Regions from separate parts of the Mus musculus genome. Here all the other regions are linked to region 3. Evidence: chromatin contacts called from public ChIA-PET, Hi-C, Micro-C and promoter capture Hi-C data. All regions are on one chromosome and are shown on one strand. Each heading gives the region's core, a stretch centred on a gene start, on an enhancer-like site or on the middle of the called end of the contact. The rest is flanking DNA. Distances are from core to core; before and after follow the strand shown.

What was found. Promoter capture Hi-C pulls out the DNA fragments that hold promoters and counts their contacts. A called contact is a pair of places that touch in the nucleus more often than the background predicts. ChIA-PET counts read pairs in DNA pulled down with a chosen protein or histone mark.
Region 1: a Hi-C map of regulatory T cells shows a contact between it and region 3, with 6 times the contacts expected there. The contact joins the promoter of Mrpl23 here to the promoter of Mob2 in region 3. A contact is called at or near these places in 4 of 39 promoter capture datasets (the C10 cell line, liver, pre-B cells and 1 more), 5 of 484 Hi-C or Micro-C datasets (CD4 T cells, embryonic stem cells, granulocyte-monocyte progenitors and 1 more) and 1 of 115 datasets of contacts at active chromatin or transcription factors (regulatory T cell precursor).
Region 2: an RNA polymerase II ChIA-PET map of memory CD8 T cells shows a contact between it and region 3, with 7 read pairs. The contact joins the promoter of Lsp1 here to the promoter of Mob2 in region 3.
Region 4: a promoter capture Hi-C map of fetal liver shows a contact between it and region 3, with 2.5 times the contacts expected there. The contact joins the enhancer-like site here to the promoter of Mob2 in region 3. A contact is called at or near these places in 7 of 39 promoter capture datasets (the C10 cell line, cranial neural crest, embryonic stem cells and 4 more) and 1 of 115 datasets of contacts at active chromatin or transcription factors (embryonic midbrain).
Region 5: a Micro-C map of the G1E-ER4 cell line shows a contact between it and region 3. The contact joins the enhancer-like site here to the promoter of Mob2 in region 3. A contact is called at or near these places in 1 of 484 Hi-C or Micro-C datasets (the G1E-ER4 cell line) and 3 of 115 datasets of contacts at active chromatin or transcription factors (effector CD8 T cells, memory CD8 T cells and microglia).

The regions. Positions count from the first base shown.
Region 1 is chr7:142,531,020-142,536,628 of GRCm38.p6, forward strand. Mrpl23 (mitochondrial ribosomal protein L23) reads left to right here and starts at 2,013. Exons shown (of 5, transcript NM_011288.2): 1 at 2,013-2,175; 2 at 3,986-4,108; 3 at 5,051-5,133. The coding sequence starts at 2,159.
Region 2 is chr7:142,459,418-142,464,602 of GRCm38.p6, forward strand. It overlaps Lsp1 (lymphocyte specific 1), which reads left to right and starts at 1,395. Exons shown (of 11, transcript NM_001136071.2): 1 at 1,395-1,549. The coding sequence starts at 1,482.
Region 3 is chr7:142,059,216-142,064,678 of GRCm38.p6, forward strand. Mob2 (MOB kinase activator 2) reads right to left here and starts at 1,819. Exons shown (of 5, transcript NM_028308.2): 1 at 1,770-1,819. The coding sequence starts at 1,786.
Region 4 is chr7:141,583,399-141,588,871 of GRCm38.p6, forward strand. Ap2a2 (adaptor-related protein complex 2, alpha 2 subunit) reads left to right here. Exons shown (of 22, transcript NM_007459.3): 2 at 4,888-4,956. Among named protein-coding and RNA genes, the nearest start is that of Ap2a2, 24 kb to the left of the region's middle. Within about 2 kb of position 2,448, at least 29 of the 459 cell types and tissues checked have an H3K27ac peak or open chromatin away from gene starts, as enhancers often do. A contact at or near this core is called in fetal liver, where this site is marked.
Region 5 is chr7:142,352,685-142,357,819 of GRCm38.p6, forward strand. It overlaps Ifitm10 (interferon induced transmembrane protein 10), which reads right to left. Exons shown (of 3, transcript NM_001347541.1): 3 at 2,824-3,430. The coding sequence ends at 3,281. Among named protein-coding and RNA genes, the nearest start is that of Ifitm10, 18 kb to the right of the region's middle. Within about 2 kb of position 1,412, at least 72 of the 459 cell types and tissues checked have an H3K27ac peak or open chromatin away from gene starts, as enhancers often do. A contact at or near this core is called in the G1E-ER4 cell line and effector CD8 T cells, where this site is marked.

The DNA.
Region 1 (5,609 bases), core at 763-3,262, 470 kb after region 3:
CAATGTGTCCTAAGATCAGCTGCTCATCACCCACAAGGGACCCTTTCCTTCACCCTTTGTCTTCCAAGCTGTGAGGACCCCAGCTCCCACAGGGCCACTTGGCTTCTCCCTGCTCAGCACCTTCTTTGACTAGGGAGTCTTTTTCTCCCAGAGTTACGTACACCATATGTCACATATAAGGTCACCTCACACTTAAATGCTTTCTTCCCAGGGGGAGTCTCAGAACCACCTAATTTTAGAGCTGGCCAGCAAGATAGCTCAGTTTGGGTAAAGGTGCAAGACTCATGAATCTAAATTCAATCTCCCAGTCCTACATGGTCTACCAAGTCTCTTCCCAAGCAGTGGCCAGCTAGGGAACTAATTTTTTGTTACAACCCTGAGCCCATCTTAAATATGGCTAACAACAGTCTTTACTAAGGAAAGGACAACCTTGTACTTTTCTGGTCCTTGTGTTCCTTTTTTTTTAGCCTTCGGCCTCTTGGAGGAGGTGTGGAATGGTACTGTAGCGGGCTACGGCAGTCCAGTCAGGCCGAGCAATGGGTGACAGAAGAAGTGGGAGAAAACCCCAGAAGTCTGATCTGGAGAGGAAGAGAGATGGGGCTCAGAACTCAGGCTAGGCTAATATCATCTGCTGCTGGGTCATAGCCACATTCATTTTGTAACACTACACAGGAGTGGATATGGGCAGGGATCTGTGCTCACAACTCACCTCTAATCCTTCATCCTAGGGGACCCCAGTGGTCATTTTGATCATTAAATGGGTGACCTAGATGCTTCTCCCAGAGCCACCATGATGGCCTCTTATAATGTGCCTGATATCTCCACCCATGTCTCCTTTCCTGAGCCCCCAAACACAACTATGTTGCCGTGGGGTACAGACAGAAACTTAACAAGGACCGAGGGAGCTGGAAAGCAGCAGAGAGAACCTATGGGGAGAGATGGGCCAGGAAGCAGGAGAGAGCAGCAAGACCACCAAGTCGGGACAAGAGCTATGGGCAGGGATCCCTTAGTTAGGACGAAGCTGGAGGGTCTCTGACCTGCAGGGCTGAGGACTTGTGAACAGCAAGGCCTTGGGAGGCTAGTGGCCTCTTGAAGGAGGTGTGGCCAGGGGCTCCTGGGACAGGGAGTATGCAGTGCTGCTGGGCTGCAAATGTGGCTGGGCAGCCAAGAAAGGGAGGGAAGGAGAAAGGAGGGGGTCCTGGGAGTCTTGCCTGGAAGGGAAAACAACCCAGTCTGGATTGGGAGAGGGGCCGTAGACTTCATACAAGAGATCCAGTCCACCCCACCCTTCCCCATCTCTGCTGCCCAAGGGATTGTTGGCGAGGCTGTGACTTAATTGTTGAGGGGGGCTAGGGTCCTATGTGGGATAGGGCATGGGTGTAGCCTCTGATGTGCTTATGTGGGAAAGGGGACAAAGAGCTGGCAGAGCCTAGAGAAAGACTAGGCTGTGGAACACAGGGTGGGGGCTATGTGGCCAGGCCTTGGTGAGCCTTATGGGGTGGTTTCGTCCAGTCCAGAAAAAGGGGAGTGGGGACAAAGGTACTGCTGGACCACCTACAGCAAGGGAACAGAGTAGATTCACAGAGCAGATTTGGGGGGGGGGGTACAAGGTGTATGACTGTGCTTGGTGGGGCCATGCAATGTTGGGGTGGGGAAACAGGATAGTAGTTGCCCTTTGTAGAATCCACCAGCCAGCAGTGCAGAGATGCGGGACTGCTCATGGCAAAGTGTGGTGCCCTTGTGGGTGGGAAAGCATGTACTGTAGGGTGCTTACAGGTTGAAGAACAGGGAGGTACACTATACACCGAGAGGTATGCAGGATTCTGTGTGGTGCTGGGATGGGGCAAATGGGTACAGAGTGTATGCCGGCTTTTTGCGGGGCCGGGTGAGGGGCGGGGCTGTTCACTGTTTTTATGGCTGAGAGGCGGGGTGCGCTGTGCCGGGGGCGGTGCGCAAGCAGCTTACGGTGCACGGGTGGGGGAGGGGCTTTTCGGGTGCGGGGTTGGGGGTGGGGTGGGGTTTGCGGGACACCGAAAGTGCGGGGCCCTGCGGTGCAGGGAGAGGGTAGCGCGGCCTCCGGAAGCGAGGGGGCGCTGTGCCAGCGCGGGCGCTGTGCGGGGCGGGTGTCGCTCCTTCCTGACCAGGAGGTGCGGCTGCCATGGCGCGGAATGTGTTGTGAGTAAAGTCGTGACCCGCGGAACGGGCTAAGCAGCCCAGGTCGGGTGGGTGCGGGGCCCGGGCCGGAAGCCGGAGGCGCCCGCACGCGGCGGGAAACCCGCCAGGGTCCACGCGGCAGGGCCACCTCGGCTTAGTGTCCTGGCTGTCAATCACAGCCAGCGGCTACAGCCTGCTTTGGCAGACAGCCAGGGCTGAGCCAGGATTGGCCGTTGCCTGCAGGACCCCTGGCCCAAGTCCCCCAAAGTTGCTACATTCACCGGTCTCCACGTGGCCAGCAGTGCTAGCCTCCCACAGTCTGAGCCGGAAACATGTGTTCAGTAAACACGTGACCCACTGGTTGGGTGGCCCTAGGTTGAGCATTAATGCGGTTTTGAGAGTTCTCGTGGAAGCAGAATTGGGGGGACCCTGCAATAAGAAGGGGTGAGGGCTGGTTCCCTGGTGGGCAACCTTGTGATTTCTTTCCGCAGACTGGCTGGGAGACCAGGGACCTCTGAACCAGGCCAGTGTGAGGCAGGGCCAGTCTAGTTCAGCTTTTGGGCTCACCCCCTGGCTTTGCAGGGAGCTGGTTGGACCCATGCGTGAATGAGTGACAGGTGGGTGGGGGCAGAGTGAGACCAGGGATGAGACCTGAGCTTTGAGGAGGACTAGGTTAACAGCCTACCAGTTGGGAACCAGGCTCCCAGCGAGAAGAGAGAGCCAAGAGTTCCATTTGAGATATGCTGTTTGGGGCTGCTCATAAAAAAAAAAATAATAATAGTAGAAAAGAAGTTAAGAGAGCCCTAAAAGGCCAGACCTCTAATTTGACCATTAGGTAGGCTCTTGAGTCATTGAGTTTGGCAAACATTTAGCGATGGGGCCTGCTTCTGAGGCTCCCACCATGCTACCTTGGGAGTCATCTGAAACTCTGGTACCTGCTTCTCAGCCCTGAAACTTCTCTGGTGCCCTCAGCTTGGTGCTTCCAGTGTGGTGCTCCCAAGACTTAGAGGTCTGGCCCACATGCCACACCTCGGTTATCAGTGTGACCCTAGGGTGGTCCTGTGTACCCACCCTCCACCTGGGGACCATGAACTATGAGTCTCTAGTAATCCCAGTCCTTGAGTTTCTCCTGTCCTTCTCCATGTCTGCTCAGGTGGGCATGGAGGCGAGCAGGACCACCAGGCAGAGATCCTGCTTTCTCTACAGGCCTGATAATGGTGGAAACTGGCTATCCCACCAAGTCCTGCTTGTTTAGATAGTTTTAGGTGTCCAGTGAGGTGTTGCTAGCTCGGAGCCATGTTGGAAACACTGTCTTCTCTAGCCCCCAGCCTGTTTTCCTCCCTCTCAAGGAACTTCTGTGGGCCCTGGGGGTGGGGGTGGGGGTGATATTTCCGGGCTGGCCACTCCCCAGAAGCAGGAGTTAGCAGCAGGCCTTTGGAAGAGGTGGTATCTGCAAGCTGAGTACCACCACTGCCCTGTTTATGAGGTCCTTCCTTCCTTGTTCTTACAATTTTACAAGCTGGGACCATTATTCTGCTCCCATACCACAGCTATGAGCCTTAGTTCCTGTTTTTGTTTCTTTCTTTCTCTCTTTTAGCTGTCCTTTTGACCTTTCTATAGGAAGGCTGTAGTGTCAGTAGCCCTGGAACCCAGTAGGGAGGCCAAGGACTAGGCTGGGAAGCTGCTTGTCCCCCCTACTAATGAAACCATATAGTAGGGACAGGTCCTATGTGTAACTGTCCCACCCTGCCTCGATTCTGCTGATGTGAGTGGACACATGAGCCTGCAGTACTGTGTGTATAACCTCAATCCCCTGATTTCTCCTGAGCAGGTACCCCCTTTACCAACTGGGTGGCCCCCAGCTCCGTGTATTTCGAACTAACTTCTTCATTCAGCTGGTGCGGCCTGGTACTGCACAGCCTGAAGATACCGTGCAGTTCCGGATCCCCATGGAGTAAGTGAGGCCCAAAGGAGTTCAGGGGCTGGGGAGTGGCCTCCAGGATGTGGGTCCTGTCCTGTTTTTTAGCTTAGCTCCCCAGGGCCAGGCTTTTCCTGTGGTGGAAAGACCTGGGGCCACTTTGCTTGCTCAGCGGATGGTGGAGGGGCCTGGTGTTTGCAGAGCTTCAGGCAGCCAAAGAGTAAGCATGCTCTTGGCTGGCTTCCTGGCTCGCCCTCCACCTGGGGAAAGCTTAACAGAAAGCCTGAGATTTGTTGAATTCTTGCCTCCATCCTTTTCCCAGGAAAGGAGTCCCCGGAGGCTGGGTTGGAGCATGCTGAGATTTGCAGGGCTTCTAGGATGTGAGCTCTGAGTCCCTTACCTCATTCTTCGCAGTTCCATGTGCCCCCTTTTAAGGAAGGTTCAGTGCAACCCAACTGCTTGTACTGCTCTGAGTCCTAAAATCCACAGGGACCAGCTCAGCAGGGGCAGGGGGCAGGAGCAGATCCCTGGAGGAGCTGGGTTAGGGTCTCTTTGGCTTTCCAGACATACACAGGAGCTTATGGTAGCCAGGGTTGTACTGAAAGCCACCATGGGCTTTGTCCCCCAAGTCCTAGAGAGGCCCCTCTGGCAGCACATGTCTCATAGACCCTAGGGGCGAGTCTTTAGTTACAGATAGGAGCCCAGCCTGGCGACAGGCCTGATATCTTACATTTGATCAGGGTGAGCCCACCTGGCTCCAGGTAATGGTCAAGGATCCAGGTGGAGAGGACCAAGTAAACAACTCTGATGAAATCCCACCCTCATTAACTCTTAGCTCATCCTTTTGTCTGGAGGGGACAACACTGGAGCCAGCCTCACCTGGCCACAGCTGCTCCTTGGACTTTCACCCTTATCCCTGGGTAGGATATCTCTTTATCTAGGCTTAGCTCAAACTTGTTTGCTTTCTGTCTCATCCAGGATGACCAGGGTGGACCTTCGGAATTACCTTGAGCAGATTTACAATGTTCCCGTGGCTGCCGTGCGCACACGGGTGCAGCATGGTGGGTACCTGTGTTGGTGGCTTGCCACCAGGACATAGCCCCTTGTCTACTTCTTGTTGTCTTCAGACTCCAGAGGGGAAGCAAAGGCCTTGAGGGGCTTGGGTGCCTTGTCTTGCCAGAGGGTGCCCAGCCTCTTTCTATGTAGCTCATTGAAGGTCCCCAACACTTCTAGCTGTGACCCTGAAATGTCCTCTGTTCCTTAGAACCACTTCCTTAGCCTGGGCTGGTCTCTAGTAGGCCTCCACAGTCTCCTCCTGTAGTAGATCCTAAAGTAGCCCATCAGTGGCAGATTGATTAGTGCCCAAGGCTGGCTAGTAGTGCTACCCTCTTAGAAATGCCCTTCCTACCGGGCGTGGTAGAGCACACCTTTAATCCCAGCACTTGGGAGGCAGAGGCAGGCGAATTTCTGAGTTCGAGTCCAGCCTGGTCTACAGAGTGAGTTCCAGGACATCCAGGGCTACACAGAGAAACCCTGT
Region 2 (5,185 bases), core at 145-2,644, 400 kb after region 3:
AAGTTCATAGATTAGTGGCTGGAATGCACCGATAAGGTGCCTGGATGGCGAGGCCCTGTGACAGACATAGGAACCAGTGAAAACCTCTTAAGAGGTGTCAGGACAGAAGTGGCATAACTCTGTCACCTGCCAAATGCATTCCCAGCCACTTATCAACAGAGCACTTAGGAGGGTCCCAAGGAAGCAAAGTGCAAAAGGAGAGAGAGAGGAGGCTGAAGAAAAAGCAGGCAGGTGTCCTGCCCAGTCTGCTGAACAATACTCACTCTTCCTGTTGCCCCCTCCTCAGGACTGGGATAGAGTAAGCAAGGCTTTGCCTCCACTGGACCATGTGGATAAGAAAGGGCTCCCTGCAGTCAGGCAGGCTTGCAAACACAGGTCTACCTCTAGATGATACTCTACAGCTTCTACTAAGTTTCCCAACACCCTAAGGCTCTCTTGCCTTTCTGCACTTCTCCTGTAAGACCTCATAGTGAGATTTCCGAGGTCACTCATTGCCCAGTGCTGGGAAATAGGGCACTGGCTCCTTTCTTTCTATCTCTTGGGTCAGCAAGCTTCAAAGAGAGAGTCTCTACCATGTTGTGGCTGCCTCAACTTGGCCCAGTGACACTTTAGCCCAAGTCCCGGGACTTTGGGATCTGGCTATCACATTCCCCATCATTCCTTTATAGTCCCTTTGGTTCCCTCCCAAAAGCCTCAGTCCTTCCTCTGGTGCTGCCTCTCAGGAGAACCCATGACCCACCCCAGCATAGCTGGGAACATCAACCGACTCTTCGACTGGTTCCAAATGCCCAGAGCACAGAGGCAGGATTAGAGAGAGCTGATGGAGCAGGGAGACAAGAGCGTCCAGCAGCTAGGAATGGAGACAGATAGAGACAAGCTCTAGAACCACAGACTAGGGGAGCACCACATGTGGGACCCTGGACATGGCTGGGGAGCAAAGGCTAACTAAGAGTGTCCAAGGCCATGACCTTGAAGCATCAAGAACTAGTTCCACCATGTTCATTGAGCACACTTGGAAGCACAGAAGATTTCCATGCAAAGCAATTGAAAGCAGTCCACGGACACTAAAGGGACCATGAATTCTGGACATTGTGGGAGACATAGCTACTCTCAGGTCTATGGACCAGAGTTGCAAGGAGTAGCCTTACTCACCTCTACCCTCAGCCCTTTTCTGTCATTCCAGGAGGCTATAGCTTGCTTGCTCAACACTTCCTGATGAGTGGTTTGGGTTTAGTTGGTTTTTGGTTTTTTGTTTTTTTGTTTTGTTTTGTTTTGTTTTAACTCTTCTTCTGTTGCAGCAACATAGGAAAAAAAAAAAAAAAACCCAAGCCCCATAGGTTTCAAACCTCAACCTGCTACAGGAAGGAGGAAGTGAAACCTGGGGCGGGAAGGGTGGGGGGCTGAGGCTCTAGGCCACCGCCCATCTACAGAGAAACACCAGGAGCCATAACAAGTGCACCCACACCGAAGACACCAGGCCCATGGCGGAGGCTGCCATCGATCCCAGATGCGAGGAACAGGAAGAGCTCCATGCAGAAGACAGCGAAGGGTGAGTTCCACTATGGGCAGTTTGCTTTGTGCCAAGTGCTGAGTAGGCAGAATCTCAGATAGGACTTAGATAGCCTTCAGAAACCCTCTCTTACCAGAGAGGTGTGTATCTCCTCTATCTCCCTCTGCAGCTTGGCCTAACTGGGAAAGGCTATCTTCCTGGCTAGGGTTCATAGCCAGAATAGAGAAGATGGATGCTTGGTGTGGAAGGGACTGGGAGTGGCTGGATATGGCCTGAACAGCAGGAGAGAGCAGTAGCTGTGTTGGGAGAAACTAGGCCTAGGAATCCTGACCTCATGCACCTATAGGCTTGTCTGAGGGGTCTGGCCTGCCTTAAGATACTGAGAGGTGACCAGGCCTCAGGGGTTCCCAAAGCTGCTATGTGAGGATAGAGAAGGTCAATGGTGTCTTATGGACCAGGCACTGTTGTTAAGTACAGTGGGTATGGGAATGAACATTGGCAAAGGTAAAGGGGGCCACTGCCCTGCAACAGACAGGGCTGGGCAGAGGCCTTTAGGCTGTCAGCTGCTTAAGGGCATCTGCAATTTAAAGGGATGTGAAGGGTGTTCCCTGTCTTTCCTGTGTTGGGTCATAAGGTGGGGGTGGGGGTAATGAGAAGGGAAGCTGTTAGTGGGTAGACATGGAGACCAAGCCAGGCCATTGGTGCCTGCCCTGCCCTGTCCCAGGAACAGGTCTCAGAAGAGGGTGTCAGGTCTTGGGGACAGGTCAGAGGCTAGCAGCCTCATGGGAGCAGGATGTGGGGGCTGCGGTCCAGGTGTGTAAGAGGAAGGGGAAGAAAGAGGTAAAACATAAAATTGCTACCGGAGCTGCCAGGCTGCCAGGGAGAGTGTGACTCTTAGGGTTCAGCCACAGGCTCAAGGAGATAAGGCCCACCTTAGCAGGGGTTGCAGGGTCTCTGCAGTTCGCAAGCCGGACGCCAGATCTTGGGCAGGAACAGCAATTCCTCAATCCTTATCAATGATAATGGGAAGAAACCTCACTTTGAGGGGTGCATGTTGGGGGGTCTCCACACTATTGCTTTGCATTTGGACCCTGGTTAGAAAGTTGTCCAAGGAACCCTCAGGCTAGGAAAGGAGTCTGAGGCTAAGCAGAGACTGGCCTGGTCTGGGTCAGCACCCTTGTGCCAGCCTTGGGATTCCAGGGCCATGTTGTTCCCAGAAAGGCTCTATGAAGTCTGTCTCCTGGGAAGGGGGACATGCATCGTGACATCCCAAGAAGGGCTCCAAGGACACTCTGCCCAGGCTGGATGAGGACACAAGCTGCGGGGTGTGTGGAACAGGGTGATCAGTCAACAGCTGTGACCCTGTTCAGAAATGACTGCACGTCAGTGCCCCTGCCACCTTGTGCCCATAGAAGGGCAGCTTCAAGCAGCCAAGCCAGCCCCACCCTCCTCCTAGGCCCTTCCTCAGCCCCCTCTCTCAGCTGTCTCAAATGCCGAGGTCTAAGCAGCACAGTGAAGGGTGCCCACAGCTCTGGCGGTCCCAGCCGATCCCTAGTCATCTTGCTGTAGGACCGGAGCTGGGCTGCACCTGTGCCTGTCAGTCAGGAACTCCTGTTCCACAATCCTACAGCCTTAAAGGGGCCTGGGAGCCCCTTAAAGACCTCCTCCCCAAAATGGAGGAAGAAAGAACAAAGTGCACCACCGACCTTTCAAAATGAAACTGAGACCCTGGAGGAGGAGATACTGTGCCTGCTGTACAGGGTGACTCACAGACCAGGGATTCTCCTGTTTGAAGTGGTAAAGTCCCCAGTGCCCAGAAGGGGTTATTTGGTCTAAGAAGTTCCCATTCAGGAAGCCCCAGAAGCCCAGAGCTGAACAGGGTCAGTTTGGGCTGGATCAGATCAGGGGGAATCCCCATGCTGTGCTGTCCACAGTAGAGCAGGTGCATCAGGCAGAAGCCAGGCTCTTCCTTCATACCTGCCCTGGTATACCAGGGTAAGCATGGCAGGACACATGCACGCCAAGTCCAAGGCAGTCAAACCCCTCCCACAGAGCCTCAGAAGGCAGGAAGGCTGCTTGCTGTGTACCACTCCCGAGTTCCCCACACCACTGATGCAAGCCTGCCGCTCTTCCTCTGCTAGGGTGCTGTCTCCCGGCCTGACTACCCAACAGTAGCTTATTCCTGTCCCTTGGGAGCAGTGTGTGGCATCTCCATAGGACTGCAAGTGACTTGCTGATACTGCTGGGTGACACCTAGGGAATGTCTTGCCCTAAGACCAAACTTGAACACCCTTACATCTCTACTGTGTGGTGCCTTAGAAGCTACAAGGCAGTCATGTAGCTCACAGAGAGGCTCAGCATGCCCTCACAGGCCTCAGATTCAAACACTATCCATGTCCTGGAACCCTAGCTCTGTGTGGAGCCATGCCTCCTCTCACTGGGAGCAGTCTCATGTAGAGGGATGTCTCTGCACAGGCCTGCCTGACCCATTCTACCTGGCCATCTGTCCTCTCATTTGTATGGCTTATTTGGCTCCTGGGATGTCTGCATTCTGATTTTTTTTTCAGCATCTGATGTTGCTTTGCTGAGGGTCCTGCTCTGGAACTTTATCTATCCTGGAAACCTTTCTGGCCTATGTCTAGACCTGCTGACCAACAGGACAATCTAAGGGTTACCTAGGCAGGGTTCCTTCCTGGACCATGTGTGCCTCTGACCCCTGATCTCTAGTCAGAGACTTTGAACACTATTGAGAGTCTTCTTCTAAGAGGCAGGAGCCCAGTGGAGGGACCCCCACCCCAACCTTGCCCTCCCAAGGTGTGCTCTGAGGATTGAAAGCCTAGAAGCTGAGTCCTGGAGCTCTCTCTCCAGATGGCAGAGCTGAGCCAGGCAGAGCCAAGTCAGAGCTTCCTGAAGACAGAAAGGAGGCCAAACAGTGATCTTCCTCCTGGTAGGTCCTAGGCTTTCTACCACCTTCCATCCAGCTTCAACAGATCCCCATCTTGGGATCTGTTGGGTTGGAAAGGGGAAACCAGATGCCTGGCACATTTGGGACATCACAGGCCTACCTTTCCCCCAACTGAGGTAGGCAGATCTGGAATAGGCTGGGGACTGAGGGCCCAGGACGGGATATCCTTACTAGGGTGACACTGCTACTAGGGGTTCCCACTGCCTCAGTTTCCCTAAGAGGTTTATGTGGGAAGGCTTAGTGAGCCATGAGGAGGTAAAGGCTTGTCTGGGGAAGAGACCCATGGGAAGTGGACCAGGCCTTTTCCTCTAGGAACTCGGACTTTTGGGATAGGGGTTGAGATGCCATTTCAAGGTGAGGGGAAGAAGGGTAAAGTGTCACCTTCTTGTGACTCAGTTTCCCCAACCTCACACTCAGAATGCAGCTGCTTGTTTCTAGCATTCATGGACTGAGTGTCTTTGCCAAGCTCTTAAAGACTCTAGCAGGCAAAGATCTTGTAACACCATCACTGCAAGAATGGCCATTTTAGAGATGGCTTTCTGTGTCTAGACATGCCCGTTGTGAGCTTAGGGTAAAGAGCTGGGGTTAGGCTGTTCCAGGCTGCTTCTTAGGGTACTCTGGTGAGAGTCCCCAGAGTGTGCCCAATGCTATTATGCAAAGGAGGTTGATAAGGAATCAGTGGTCTTTATTGGATATAGACTGGGTCAAGG
Region 3 (5,463 bases), core at 569-3,068:
TCCCTGCAGGGCCTCCCTTCCTCCTGAGCAGCTGGAACACAAAAGATAAGGCTGTGAGATGCTCAAAGTCCCAGCGTGATCCTCACCCAACTAAGAGAAAGATGTAGCTTTCCACTTAAACTTCTGTAGACCTCCCTGTTGGCTCTAACAATTTCTGTAAGAGACCTCTACTCTTGCACCCATACTTGGGTTCACCCAACATGAAGTAATTAACAAAACCTTTACTTTAACATAAGCAAGCAAACAAACAAACCTTGAAACATTCCAAACCCCTCATTGATATCGGATGGTCTGAATTAAGAAAAAGACCAAGACCAAGACACAATAAAAGATGATACATTTGTCCTATTCTTCCAGACAGAAAAACTACTTAAATGGTTAATTACAGAGAGAGTTTCAGCCCTGAGCAAACAGTGGGTACTCTGAAGCAAAAAATGGCTTCACTCCCGACTACTTTGTCAGCTCTCACCAGGGATCAGAAGACAAAGTGGAGTAGATGGGGGGGGGGGGGCGCGGGGGGATGTCCTCTGAAGGCTCACTCTGCAACTTCCATTCTTCCTACTTTTATAGTAATACTATGAAAGAGGGACAGAGGAGTTTAACGACTGGCTTCTGGTCAGCCTCCAAGCAAAAAGCACCTGGATGGGTATGAGCCTGGAAAAATTACACATACAGCAGTGGTCAGCTTCCTCAGTCACCAAGCTGACAGATCTAGTTCACTTGCAGTGAAACCATACCTTGGCCAAGTTATAGTCAAGTGCTGGCCCTCTCCACAAGTGCACAAAGGAAGAATGGTCTGGAATAGGCTGGTTTCAAATATGTGTCCTATGCTTAAAACCCCTGGGCTTCAGAGACCTTGTTAAAGGCCAGGACATAACATCTGCCAAGCTTACCATATGCAAAACATGTGCTGGCCCTTACCTCAGTTAACCCTTCAGTAAACCTGTACTGCAGATTTCACAGCTTCCATCTGACAGACGATCCATTACAAAAAAGTCTAGAGAGGACCACATAGCTAGGAAGCAGATAGGAACCAGTGACAGGGCTTCCTCTTGAAGAAATAAGATGAGCCTCCGCCTAGTCCCCCGTGTCACCCACACTTAACGTCCTGAGTGGCACTATGTGGCTCCCGGCCTCCCTTAGTCTCTTGATTATCCCTGGGGCTGCTCACTTAGTCCGCTGTCTCCCTAGGTTGCAGCACTGGGAGGTCAAACAGCCTCAGACGTCCTGACAGTGCCACCACTACACTTTCCTCCGCCTTCCCCGCTTCTATCTCCAGAGTCCCGCGCAGCCCTCGTACTGCCGAAGCCGAAGGCCGGCTCTCTCTGTGGTCCAGCAGGATTATACGGACCCCACAGCAGGGCCGCGGACACCGCCACAGGGTCGAGAACCGAGCCGCCGGGAGAGCGCGCGCGGCTAGGAGCGCCCGCCTCTCACTCTCCTCAAAAGTAAATTGGAAGAAAGTCACTTGGGCGGAAGAACTTTCGCAGGCCCCGCGAAGACCGACGACCGACAGTGCCAGGTGCCCGACTCGCGGCCCGTCGATTCGCGGCGAGGGACCGCGGCCTCTCGGGACAGCGCCTCGGGGACCGGGCCTCTCTCCCGCCGGCCGGCCGGCCGGCCGCCTGCCCGGCCTCCCAGCACCCCGCAGCGGCTGGCCGTCCTTCCGTGCCCCGGCCCCTCCTGGAACCCGCTGCCCGCCGCCCTACGCTCCCTACGTTCGCCGCCGCCCCGCGCAGCGCCGCGCTACGCCGTCCTCCGCCACTCACCCCATGAGCCAGTCCATGGCTGCGCGGAGCCCGCGCCTCGCTCGGCCTCAGCCCCGCCGGCGGCCGGAAGTAAACACTCGATGGCTCCCGCCCGCTGCCGGACGTGACGCGCGCACGGCTTGCTGGGACGCGTAGTCCCAGCGGCCCCTGCGGCGATGTCCCGAGTACCTGTTCTGGAGTGTCAGGACCTTTCCCCATCGCCAACCTCGGGGCTTCGAGACCCAGGAGCATCCTGTATCTGAAGACCATCCAGAGTTTCTGGATCACCAGAGTGAGAATAACTTCAGAGGGCCCCAGAAACCCAGACGCCCGGAACTCCAGAGTGCCTCGGACTCGCAAACTGCCTGTCATTGCGCAGTGCCCTGGATCCTGGAGTATCACACCCCCGGTGTCTCTAGAGTGACCCCGGTGTTGCACACCTCTAGTGTTAGGACACTATAGAGTGCCTTGACCCCAGGAGTGAACCTTACCACCAGCGTGCCTGAATCTGTGGAATGCACAGACCCGTGGGAGTCTGAAGTTCCTGGGACCTGAGTATCCCTGACCCCAGTATCCCAGACCTGGGAGTATCCAGACCCCCCAGGCTGGAACATCGGAGTTCCTCTGCTCTGCAGGATGTGTTCCTTTCCTCTGCAGTGCCTCACCCCTTGCTGCTTACATCCCTCCTGATGTCCATCTTCCCACTGTTATCATCTTTTGCCCACACCTAGTGCCTCTGCCAGAACTGTTCTGACCACACTTGCCTCTTCTGTGTCCCTTAGCTTTGCTGGCCGTTCATTTGCATCCCAGCTGCCCGCCCCAGTGGACATGATTGTCCCCTTCAATCCCCATCTGTTCCCTTCCTCTATGTGCTGTACCCTCTGGCTCCTGGGTGAGCCTCTATTATCCAGGATACTTCTCTCCAGCGAGTAAGTCTCTTCATGATCCAGGGTATCTCTCCTATTGTCCGCTCTTTCCAGAGCCTGACCAGTACTAGGAACTCATTGAATACTTTTTGAAAGGCTGACTCTCTATTCTCTACACTGGAGAGATGCTTGCAGGAGCACACAGTTGAGCAGAAGGATCACAACAACCTAACTCACTAGTGTCTTCAATAGAGTGTCATGAATATCAGGCACCAGACAGATAACACCTTCAGGCCAACTGCCTGCTGTAATACAGCTGTCATATACTTGAAATGGGATTCACCTTCCCCAAAGAACCATTCCAGGATGCTGGGAAATGTCCAGTCCATTCCTTCTTTATAGCATGAACAGTCAGGCACTGGGAGTGGGTGGGGTTGCAGTTTTATCAGCAAAAAATACCTGAGATGAAACTGAAATAATAATGAAAGATCTGGAGAGGGAAAAGTCCCAAGTCAAGACCATATCAGGAGGAGAAAAATCAGGCCTGTGTTCTCCTCTGTTTCTATTCCTATGGATGCCCAGTCATACTGGATGACTTCCCCACACCATAATCACTTTGCTTTAGCCAGACGTCAGCTGATTACCTTGCAGTGTGGCCTTGTCCACTGCTTCCGAGGAGCATCAGTCATTGGTGAGCTAGTCTGCTTTTGACTGCCACCATCTGCCATCAGCTGCTGCACTAGATTGGGTGTCATGAGTTGTGCTAGTCTCTTCCAGTTTCTAATGTGGGACAGTTGAACGAGCTGTTTAATGGCCTGTGCCTCTATCTCTTTTCTTATATGTATTTAAAAAAAAAAGGTGTGTGTGAGTGTGTATGTGGGTATGAATGTAGGTGTGTATATGTACCATGTATGTTTGCTGCCTGCAGAAGCCAGAAGAGATCATCAAATTCCTGGAGCTAAAGTTACAAGTATTTGTGAACTACTCGGTGTGAGTCCTGGGACTTGAACTCCAGTCTTGTAGAAGAGCAGCAAGCACTGTTAAACTCTGGGCTTCTCTCCAGCCCTCGATTTCCCTTTCCTCTTCCTTTCTTTTCTTTCTTTTTTGCTTTTGTTTTTTGAGACAGTGTTTCCCTGTGTAATGGCTCTGGCTGTCCTGGAACTTGCTTTGTAGACTAGGTTGACCTTGAACTCAGAGAGATCTGCCTCTCTCTGCCTCCTGAGTGTTGGGGTTAAAGGCATGCACTGACATTCGTGACCTATTTCCTTTTCATTGTAATGAGAATAATAATTTGGTCATGTGTTGCCTCATGATGCACATATATTCTGAGAACTTCCTAGTTATGCCGTTTTGTCACACAAATGTTCTAAAGTCAACAAGCACAGACCTAGATGTTATGGCCTTTTGCACATAGGCTACATGGTGTAGGTTGTTATTCCTGAGTTACAAATCTGTATAGTGTGTTACTGCACTGTAGGTAACCACAACACTGGGTTCTGGGTATCTAAACAGATCATCTGTACCAGTACTACCACAAACAGAAGTGATGGATTACTTAAGATGTTGTAACATCAGTAGGAGTTTTCAGCTCCATTAAACTCTTATGGGACCACCATCATATATGGATTTCACCTGTTACTACAACATAGATCACATAAACATCTTATAAATGTCTACAAAATAGGGCATAAGTGATCCTTCATGAAATCACTGTGTAGGTGGAAAATAGGGGAGAGTGAGGTGTGACTGAACATACTGGGACTGTGGTCCACTGGCTGGTATAGCTTGCCTGGTTTCAACCATAGCCTTCATTCCATGGATGATACTGCACTGAAGGCCAACCCAAATGCCTAGTTCAAAGGGGGAAGTTTCAGATCATATGCTGTGTGATACCCCAGGACTTTACAACCCTTCTGATTGGGAGCCCTATGTCCTAGTGATGGAATGTTTAACAAGCAACACTCTTGTTTGCAGTACCAGAAACTGAACCCAAAGTCTTGTTCATACTAGGCAAGTACTATACCCCTGTATCCCCAGATGTCTTTATTTTCAGACAGAACTTCAATGAGTTGGTAAGGCTGGCTTTGAACCCATTCTATAAGCTATGCCAGCTTTGAACTTTTTGTCTCTTCTTGCTTCAGCCTTCCAAGTAGCTGAGATTAAAAGCCATCACTACTTTAAAGATGGCTTATATTTCTCTATAGGAGTAATGTTTTTGCTTGCTTGCTCTTTGTGACTGTGAATGCATGTGTGGTTTTTCTTTAAAATAATGTTTTATTCTTTGATAATTTCTTACGCCTAAATTTTATCTTCATATTCAACTAAAAATCCCCACCCCCCATCCCTTAGAGGTCTCCATTACTCCTCCCTCTCACCTTCATGTCTTCTCCTTCTTCTCCTTCTCCTTCTTCTTTTTCTTCTTTAAAGATTTATTTATTTTATTTTATTTTATTTGAGTACACTGTCGCTGTCTTCAGACACACCAGAAGAGGGCATCATATCCCATTACAGATGGCTCATGTGGTTGCTGGGAATTGAACTCAGGGCCTCTGAAAAAGCAGTCAGTGCTCTTAACCACTGAGCCATCTCTTCAGCCCTCATGTTTTCTTCTGTAAAACAAAACAAAACAAAACAAAACACTTGAGTGTTGGGTACATGGAAGTGTGTGCCCATCCACTGGAGCATGGGCAATCTACCAGCAGCCACGCTCTCAAGAAAAATGATTCTTCCTTCTCCAGCAGTTATCAATTGCCAGTTGCTCCTCAGTGAGGAATAGAACCTCATGAACCCCTCTCCTGTCCATACTGGAATGTTCACTGGCTTAATCGAGTGCCGAACATTCATAATTA
Region 4 (5,473 bases), core at 1,198-3,697, 480 kb before region 3:
ATATTCATAGTTATGTTTTCTGTGGGTCTTCATGTGACTGGATGTCTGAGGTTCATGATCCACAAAGAACTTAGGGAGCAAGGTGGTCTGGACTTAATGTATGTAGTTGGTTTATGACATTTATACTTGATGATATCTTTGCTGGATATAAAGCCCAATATCTTGTTTTTTATTGCTTGACTAGCTTAGATATATTATAACCGTTCTGATGTTCAACACTGCTTAGTGTCTCAAGCTCCATGTAGAACTTTTTTTCTTTTTCTTTTTGAGACATGTCTTTATATGTAGTTCTGGATGGAACTTGCTGTGTAGACCATGGTAGCCTTGTATTCACAGAAAGTCATCATGCCCAGTTTTTGTTTTGTTTTCGAGGCATTTCCCCACTTAAACTGTGCTAGCCTTGGCTACTTGAGACCCTGTTTAAAGAAACTAAAGAACAATAAACAACTTATATATACAGCACGCACACACAAAACAAGCTAGCTAGAGGCTTGGCTAGGGTTTCCCCAACCTCCCACTGTCCACAGTCCTTCAGTTCTTCCTATTTTTAAAACTTAAAACGTGTGTGTGTGTGTGTGTGTGTGTGTGTGTGTGTGTGTGTGTGTGTACATGGCATATACACTCAAGCAAGACTGTTTTCTACTGGCATTCTTTAGGAGTTATTTCCCTTCCTTTCCCTTCCCTCCCTTCCCTTCCCTTCCCTTCCCTCCCTCCCTCCCTCCCTCCCTCCCTCCCTCCCTCCCTCCCTCCCTCCCTCCCTCCCTCCCTCCCTCCCTTCCTTCCTGAGGCAGGGACTGATCTTTGACCTGGAGTTGGTTGAGTAAACTAGACTGGTTGACTGGCCAGCTCAGGACTCTGTTTTCCCTCTCCCAGATCTGGGATGACAAACCTGTGCCATCCCACCTGACTTTTTCTTTTAGACTCTGGGGATGGAACTTAGGTCTTTATGCTCATATTTTACATTTATTGTTTTTTTTTTTTTTTTTTTTTTTTTTGGGTTTTCGAGACAGGGTTTCTCTGTGTAGCCCTGGCTGTCCTGGAACTCACTTTGTAGACCAGGCTGGCCTCGAACTCAGAAATCTGCCTGTCTCTGCCACCTGAGTGCTGGTATTAAAGGCGTGCACCACCACCACCCGGCTTATTGTTACTCTTTAAAAATCCTTTTTTAATTTTATCTTTTATGCTTATAGATGTTTTACTATCATGTATCTCTGCTCACCATTTACAAGCAGTGCCTGCAGAGGGCAGAAGAGGGCGTCAGATCCCCTGGACCTAGAGTTTGTGAGCTGCCATGTGAATGCTGGGAATTGAAACTAGGTCCTCTGGAAAAGCACTCATTGCCCTCAACTGTGGAGCCATCTCTCCAGCCCTTTTTTCATTTTATGTTGCTGGAGATGGAAGTCAGGCTCTCACCATGCCAGGCAAACCTCTCCCCCTGACCCAGTCTCCTGAGTGCTGAAATGATAGATGTCCATCAGCACCCTAGACTTCCTGCTCTGTCTGTTTGTCTATTTTTCTTGGGGCAGTCTTGTAAGAGCCAGGTTCGGTGGCTGATGGCAAAGGCCAAGAAGAGGATTGTCATGAGTTCCAGGCCAGTTGAGGCTACATTCTTTGTCAGACCCTGTCTCAAAAGCAGGAGGGAGGGGAGGTGGTGGCCAAAAAACAAAATATGAAATATTGTACAAGTTAAAGCTGTTTTAGTTTACTGTACCCAAAACAATTTAAGAAGACTCTTCCATTTTTAAGAAAAATTATTTTTACTTCTTATTCATGGGCAAATTTTTAATTCTCCCCAGAAAAAAATAAAGCCTCCCACACTCCTCTCCAGGCCCTGTAGCAGGTGAGCTACTTCTGGCTAGAAAGTAGGTTTACGAATGGGTTGCACCTCTCCCTCTCCCCTTTTCCTTCAGACATCTCTCCTGAAATGAGCCTCCACAGGTATGCAGTCACGGGCACAGCCTGGAAGGAGGGGCTTTCCAGATCTCCATTTCCTCAGCTGTTCTGCACAGAAGCGCCTGTGTCACTATAGGAACTTAGAGCCACACCCCACATTTTTTTGGTGACCCTTAGGTGAAGCTTTGTGCTCCAAGAGCCTCCCTCCTGAGGCTGGGCCTGGCTGGGGACACACTGATATCTCTGTAGAGCAGGACATGTCAGAGCCTGATGCTCGAAGGAGATGTGGAGATGAGGCCTACGCCAGGGTTAGGGTGAGTGGATCCCACCAAGCCTGCCTTTTTAGTCCTAACTCTTTTTTTCCTTTTTCTTTTTTGGTTATATTATAGCCCAGGTAATCCTGCCTCCTGAATACTGGGATTATACATTTGAACTACTAAACCTCTTAAAGACAGGATTAAAGAAAACTTCAGAAATGAAAGCTTCTCTTACCTCATTCCTGGCAGTTTAGGAAGCACCAGAGCTAAGCCAGTGCTTGCTCTGCCCACCCCGATGGAGCCTTCAGCTGCTCAGACGTGGCACATAGGAGTCAGGGTCCTAAGACCTGCTTCATCAGGGTTGGGGACAGTGATGTGAGGTGGTTGGGCTCTAGGCCTTGCTGCCCTTTGTCCCTACTGTGTAGAATCCTGTTTCCTGTCCTTCCCACCTGTAGAGCATGCTGGGTAGAGCTGGACTCAGAGGTGCTCTCAGTGCAGCCATAGTGAGTCCTATTCATGAGCAAGTATTCACAGGAGATAAGTGATGCTTGGGTCTGCCTTGCTGGGAAGCAGATACACTGTGTAGTGGCAGTGTGAGGCCAGGCTCTGCAGCGTTTGGTGTGGATTAAGTCAGTATTGTCTCTGCAAGCCTTGTCAGGAGTAGCTTGAGAAGATCCATCCTTCTCTTCTCTTCTCTTCTCTTCTCTTCTCTTCTCTTCTCTTCTCTTCTCTTCTCTTCTCTTCTCTTCTCTTCTCTCTTTTTTTCTTTTGGTTTTTTTGAGACAGGGTTTCTTTGTGTAGCCCTGGCTGTCCTGGAACTATTCTGTAGATCAGGCTGGCCTTGAACTCAAAAATTTCGCCTGCCTTTGCCTCCAAGTGCTGGGATTAAAGGCGTGTACCACCATGGCCCGGCTATTTATTCATTCTCATATATATATATATATATATGATTTATTTGTTTTATATATGTGAGTACACTAGCTTTCAGACACACCAGACAGAAGAGGGCATCAGATCCCATTACAGATGGTTGTCAGCCACCATGTGGTTGCTGGGAATTGAACTCAGGACCTGGAAGAGTAGTCTGTCCTGAGCCATCTCTCCAGCCTTTTTATTTATGTTTTTATCATCTTTTATTACAACTACATACATGAGTTCAATGTATTTTGGTCATATCCACCCTCGCTCGTCCCCCTGTTCCCCTCCACACCAACACTTCCCTTTCTTACTTTAATGGAGAAGGCCCTTTTAAGGTTTTTCTTTACAATTTTTTTTTTTTTTTTCGGTTTTTTCGAGACAGGGTTTCTCTGTATAGCCCTGGCTGTCCTGGAGCTCACTTTGTAGACCAGGCTGGCCTCGAACTCAGAAATCCGCCTGCCTCTGCCTCCCGAGTGCTGGGATTAAAGGTGTGCGTCACCATGCCGGCTACAATTTTTTACATCTTTTATGCGTACATTTTTGTCTGTGCATGTGTCTGGGACAAACAGTCACATGGGTGTGGGGCCATTTAGTGGAGCTTGGGAAACCTGTCAGTGGCCTCCCGCATCAGGAAAGGAAGGATCCTCCGTCTTTAAGCAGCTATTGGTCGTTAAGGCAGTTTTTTGTTTTGTTTTGTCTTTTTGAGACGTGGTCTCACTAACAGACCGGGCTGGCTTTACCTCTGCCTCCTCAGTGCTGGGGTTAAGAGTTTGTACCACCGTGCATTGCAAAGCTATCTTTAAAGTTTGGATTTTATTTTTTATTATTGCATGTGTGTATGGAGTGTGGTGTGCATGTGGAGGCCAGAGGATAACTCTGGCGTCAGTTCTCATGAGCGTCTACCTTTACCCGGGCTTGAGGGACCCATCTCGGTTGCTCAGGCTGGTGCAGCGAGTGCACTACTCGCCAGGCTGCTTATGGCCCTTTAAATTGTTTTTCTTGCTGTTTCAAAGAGTGATTTACACATACAAGTACTTGTTTGTGTACACAGCATGTTTATCTGGTAAGATGTGTGTTCCTGGTTAATTCCCCTGCCCTCTTTGGGCTGCTAGCTTAAGTAAATTTAAGACAGGTGTGTAGGAAGCCAGTGTCTGTGAAAGGATGGGTAGTGCTCCAGCAGCAGGTATCACACGTAGTGGAGTTTTGACTGTCACAGAGTAGCTGTTTTTCCATTTCTCCTAACTTTATTTTGCATTGGAGGTAGACTTGCTAGGCGTTGCAGTTTGTGAGTGTCATGAGAGAGGACAGCTTGTGGGTTAAACTCTTATTTCCTCAGTGCACATGGAAGTCAGCTTCCCTAATGTATAGCTGATGGCTCACTGAGGGGAAGCCCTCAGTGCATGTTGTGATTGCTTTCCGTCCTCAGAGCTATGGCACACAGGTAGAGAGAATTGAACTGGAGGTGTAGTGCGCCCCTCTGAGGTGCTGCTTCCCCGAGGTGCCGTGAGCTTACTTATCACGATCCTCATGGGGTACTTGCCTTGCTGTGACTACCCTGGGCCAGTCCACTAGGGGCTTGGGTCCTTCGCTGCTCCTGAAAGGGTTTACTTCCTGCCTTGATTTTACCTCCTGTCTTCACGTTCTGAGGCTGAGTGGAGACCCCAGGGCTTTGTCTGGGTGGTGTTCCATGTAGTTGGGGCCTTTCCCCGAGCACCACTGAAAACCATGAGTCTGTCTTCAGATCTCAGTGTGGGTCTCAGGAGGAAGGAGCGCTTCTTTAGAGGCAATGAGATAATATATTTATATTCTTTCCTCCTAGGTAAAAGTAAAGAAGCTGAAATAAAGAGAATAAACAAAGAACTGGCAAATATTAGATCCAAATTTAAAGGTAAGTGTTACCCTTTTCTACAACCTACTGAAGGCCTTGTAATGATTGTTGATCTTAATTGTCAACCTAATGCGTTCTGGAATCTATCTGGACATGTCTGTGAGGAATTGTCTACATTTTATGCTCATTGAAGTAGGAAGACACCCTAAATGTGTAGAGTACCATTCTGTGGGCTGGGGAGTCCTGGACTGCATTAAAAGGAGAAAGTAAGCTGAGCACATCTCCAGCCTCAGGGATGCTCCCAGCTTGGCCCTCGTGAGCCCTGCTCATAAGCAGTGTGCACGGGAGAGAAGTGAGCGTTAGGCCTGTCTGTGTGAGTTCATCTGTCTTTTGTTTTCTGACTGGATGTGACCAGCTCCCTCAAGTTCCTGTAGCTGATGTCTTCACCATGGTGGGCACATGAGCTGTGAGCCTAAGTAAACCCTCCTAAAGTTGCTTTTGTCAGAGAGCTCTGTCACAGCCATCGAAAAGTAGTAAGTACAAAAATAGTCTTACCTTACAAACAAACAAACACCTC
Region 5 (5,135 bases), core at 162-2,661, 290 kb after region 3:
GCACCTAACAGTGCAAACCTATCCCTCACCTCTCCCTTTCTGTGCTCTCAGAAGGAGGACAAGAGTCCCAGGGTTGGCACAGTGTGTACCATGACAACAGACAGAGAAGGCGTCACCAAAGGAAACAGTGGACTGTGTCTTCAACTTATCCCCAGGCCTTGTGTCCTAGAAACTTTAACACATTTGCCAATATGGTCTGTCCCTTCATGGTCAGTCCCCTGTCACCAGTCCTTGCACCTGGGTCCCTGGCAACCTCTCTACCCGGCCTTCCTCTTATGGACCCTGTCCCTATAGGTTCTCCCCACACCCTTTGTAGATGTTCTAGTTCATAAAAGTGATTATTAACCCCCTCCCCACCTGTTTCTTTTCACAGAGCCAGTTTGTATCTAGACACAATAATAAGTCAATATTTTAAGGTAGTTTTCTCTTTAAAAAGAGAAGATATCACCTGTTCTATGTTGTAATCATTTATGGATCACTTAAAGATGATTTCTGTGATGGTTTGTTTATGCTTGGCCTAGGGAGTGGCACTATTAGAAGGTGTGGCCTTGTTGGAGTAGGTGTGTCACTGTAGGTATGGGCTTTAAGACCCTCCTCCTAGCTGCCTAGAAGCTAGTATTCTGCTAGCAGCCTTCAGGTGAAGATGTAGAACTCTCAGCTCCTCCTGCACCATGACTGCCTGGATGCTGCCATGTTCCCACCTTGATGAAAATGGACTGAACCTCTGAACCTGTAAGCCAGCCCCAATTAAATGTTGTCTTTTTAAGAAGAGTTCTTGGTCATAGTGTCTGTGCTCAGCAATGAAAGCCCTAACTAAGACATCTTCCCTTAGGGAAGTTACTGGAAACTCAAACCAAGATATGTTTGGGTACATGTTTTTCATGCATAAGAAAACATATATAGATGGGTGTTTTGGTTGTCTCATATTTGTAGCATTTGTGAATAACATGCTATAAATATGCACATTGGATGGAAGCTACATAGAAAAAAATCTGTGATTTAAAAATCTGGAAAATAAATGCTCATTTGATCCCCACCAGCACCCCACGAGTGGGTACTTTGATAGTCATATAAGGTGGATTTTCATCCCCATGCCCCCCTTTCTTGAAAAAAAAAAGGAAGAATTATTTCAAAATAATATTTATTGTCTTATTTGCTTGTACGACTATATGTGCACTGTGTGCAAGCCGGAACTTCAGAACCCCTGGAACTGGAGTTACAGATGTTTGAAAGATGCCACATGTGTGTTGAAAACTGCACCTGAGTCTTCTGGAAGGGCAGTGCACGTGTCACTGCGGAGCCACCTCTCCAGTGTGCAGATGCCTTCTGTTGATAAGTTACAGAGGAGAAGCTGTAGTCACATGAGGGGTGTCAGGAAGATGTGGAGAGCGCTACCTGCCACACCCACCAAGCACTGGCTGACAAGGAAGTGGCTAAAAGAACAACAGCCCCATAGGAAGTGGTGAGGACTCTACTAGAGGTGACAAATATCCAGGGTGGTACAAGCTGAAGCTGCCATTGAATCTCACCATGAGCTTGGCAGCGACAAACACCAGGCAGCAGGGGAGGGAGGCATGCAGCCACAGGGGCAGAGCCTCTGATAAAAACAAGAGTGTAAACGCTTCATAACTGGCATCTCCTACCAAAAAAAAAAAAAAAAAAAAGGTGTTCTGGGAACCCTATGGCCTGCCTCCCAAGAACCAGTCCCAAGAAATACATCATTTCCCACAGATGCTAGCTATGCCATCTTTTTTTTTTTTTTTTTGAAAAGCCACCTCTCCCTGCAGCTTTGAAATAATGTGTTGGTCCCCCACCGACCCTCGCTCTGGCTGCTTGAAAGTTTTGCTCAGTGGTTAACGTTCCTGTACTGCTGTACAGCGTGCAATAGTTTTCTTATCTCTGTGCTCAAATACCTGAAGAGAAGCATCGTGATGCAGGAGTGTATTTTGACTCGTGATTTCAGAGTGGAGAGGGCATGACAGAGGGACAGGAGCTGCTTGCTTATATTTCAGTGTACCAGTTGCACTGAATTCCCGGTGACCCTGCGCTGCCCCCATCTCTCATTCTTGGTTAACCCCATCTGGTCAGAACCAGCTCAAGCTTCTGCATCTGGCCAGCCCTCCACTAACCCCACCTACACTCTCTGCCCACAGCCGGCAACGGTATCTGCTCTTGCCTGTCTTCTCCTGACACTCCCGATACCTCCAAGGGTATGATCAGAAACCGCAAAGGGTGCCAAGCGTCCACACCACTGAGCACACCATTGGCCCCTACTAGAGCCCCACAGTATCTCTTTTTTCCAAGGCCAACCAGGACCTCACAGGGTCAGGACTCGGTCCACTCTGTGCACTGTCCTGTTCCTGCCTTCCTGCTTGCTCCACCCTCAGCACATGGGGCAGCATCCTTCTGTGGGCAGCACTACTTCCTAGTGCAGCACAGCTAATCTTGACCTTTGAGCAGCCACCTTCAGTTGACAGACAGGGGAGCCTCTTTCCCCATTTCAGGGGCTAAGTGGATGAGAACCCATCAGCACCCTGTGGGTTTCCCAGGGACTGGCAGCCTGTCCCCAACACTACTGAAGGAAGCTTCTCCTGGATTCTGCACAGGGTGCATGGCTCTGTGAACCCTGTGGGGAGCCCCTCCACCTAACACCCCTCACTTTGCCATCCTACACAGCTGGCCCTCATAAGACCACTTGGTTTCTGAACACACCTCCTACGGAATTAGCTGTGTGCAGGCCCTGGGGGCATAGGCTGCAAAGCAGCACTCCAAACCTCCAAGGGACACCTAGGCCCTGCCTGGCACATGGACAGAGGCTGAAGCTGAGCTGAGCACATGTTTTAATGAAAGTTCACAGATACAAGAGCTTGGAGCAGGGGTCACAGCTTGGAGGAAGTGGGGGGTCAGGAGTGAGGGAACCCCAGGTGCTGGCAGCCCCTATTTCGGGAGCTCCCGTGTAAGCCCTTCTTGCTGGGTGTCAGGTCTGAGGGGTCCAGGATCCTGGGCAGGGTGCATGGGCCAGGGAGGGCAGCCACTGGTCACTGGGCAGCATCATGGAAGGAAGCCCATAGACCCGGTGCCAGCAGGACAGGGGCAGGCGGCAGATAGGGTGGCTGGGAAGAGTGCGCCACTCGGTCGGGCACTCAGCTTCTGGTGACCTTGCTGCCATGCATGGCTCTGGGCCTTGGTGGAAGCCCATTCTGCCCCACAATCTCAGCATCCTGAATCTCAGTGACCATCAGTCTCAGTGCTGTGTCGCCAAGACCCACTGCCTGCTAGCTCAGTAGTCAGTGAGTGGGTACCGCAGGAAAATGAAGATAAGGATGATGCAGGAGGCTGCCAGAGCAGAACTGGTGATGTTAAACAGCCGTGCTGTCTTGGCATCCTCCACAGCTCCATTCAGGTCATTCAAGAGCTTCTTGTCCCGAACCTGGAGACAAAAGGAGGAGGAAGAGAGGGAGAGGTCAGAGGAGGCACTGGAGTGGATGCCAGCAGAGAGAGAGAGAGAGAGAGAGGTTGGCCTGAGGAAGGAGGAAGGAGGAAGAAAAGAGGGAGACGTCAGAAGCCAGCAGAGGAGGGAGGCCAACAGGGAAGGAGACAGTGGCTATCAGAGAAGGAGGAAGAGAGGCAGAAGTCAGGAGAGGAAGCAGGACAGAGGCCACTGGTGGAGGTGGAAAGAGGGCAGTAGAAGAGGGAGGTTGGGATGGTGGGGAGCAGGGGGGTGAGAGTCGAGTAGTCACAGACCTCTGTTCTGTAGGCACCTGCCTCCAGTCTGGTGAACATAGTCAATGAAAGACTCATCTTTCACAGTTTGTAAAGCAAAGGGTGTCTAGTCAGAGAAAAAAAAAGTGGGGGGGGGGGGACACGAGGAATACAGGGACTCTATGAAGAATGCTCAAAACAGAAGTTTTATTTTGTTTTGTTTTGGTGTTTTTGGTTTTCGGTCTGTTTTTGGTTTTTTGTTTTGTTTTGTACAATGGCTCAGTAACTCTGAAGTGATCTACTGTAAAAGGGAGAGGTGACCCTGAGACACTGGATGCATAGTTAATAGGATAACGACACAAGAGACAGTCGATGTGGGGTGTAATGGCATGTATGTGGTGTATGTTGTGACCAGTCCTACCTAGCTAGACCTTAAACAGGAAGCTGAGTGGACAGGACATCCTTGGAAGATGGAGACAGAGCTATCCATTTCTAAGAGGCTACCTGGTCAGAGCAGGCATGCCTCAGGACAGCCCCCTTGAGCTACATCATTCTGTGAGTGCCAGCTGAGCCTGATGCAAGCTGAAATCGGAGCCTAGAAGCAGATGGGGGTGTCGGGTGAGCACAGGAGATGGGGTTGCTCTATTCACAGACTGGGTTTGCTTAAAAGAAGAAGGGTGGACAGAAGACATTTGGACTGGCTGATGCCAGAATGCAGAAAGTGGATACCTGAGGAGGAAGTGTGGTAGGAGGGGGGATGGATTGGTGGGAATGGGAGTACGACTAGACAGAGGACAACTGAAGGCTGCCAGAAGGAGGGATAGTCCTGAGGAGGAAGGAGTTGTAAGGCAGGAACAAGGAGAAGGGGGAGGGAGGTGTGGGATGGGTACAGTGGGCAGAGGGAGCAGGGAGAAGGAAGGATAGGGGTGGGATAGAGTGAGAGGAAGGGAAGAGAGCCAGTAAAGGGCAGAGGGGTGACCAGGAAGATGGGTTGGACAGAGAGCATGTATGAAGTGAAGGGCTGAGGGTCAGGAGAGTAAAGGTGGGAGTGAGACTCTGATATGGGAGGGACTCAACATCTCTGTCACCAAGAAGGAGGCATATCCCCATTTACTGAGCTCCCACAATTTGAGTGAAGTCATTGATAAGGTTTTATAATTTTCTCCAGGAAATTAAATTCTCTCTTCCCCTTGGATTTAGTGGCAGCCCCACTTGTTTGTTAACTCTAGTGTAACATCCTTCCTCTGACTGACGCTTGCAGCTGTGTGGACAGGTGGATCTCTAGCAAGTGAGATTCTGTATCTAGTTCACCTATTCCACTGCAATCATTAGCCAGGTGTTCTCTTTAACAAGCCAGCTGTTCTACTTCCTCTTGCAAGCCTTTCCTCCAAGGCTGCAGATGTGCTGTAAACACTCTGAGCCGGAGTTTTGCC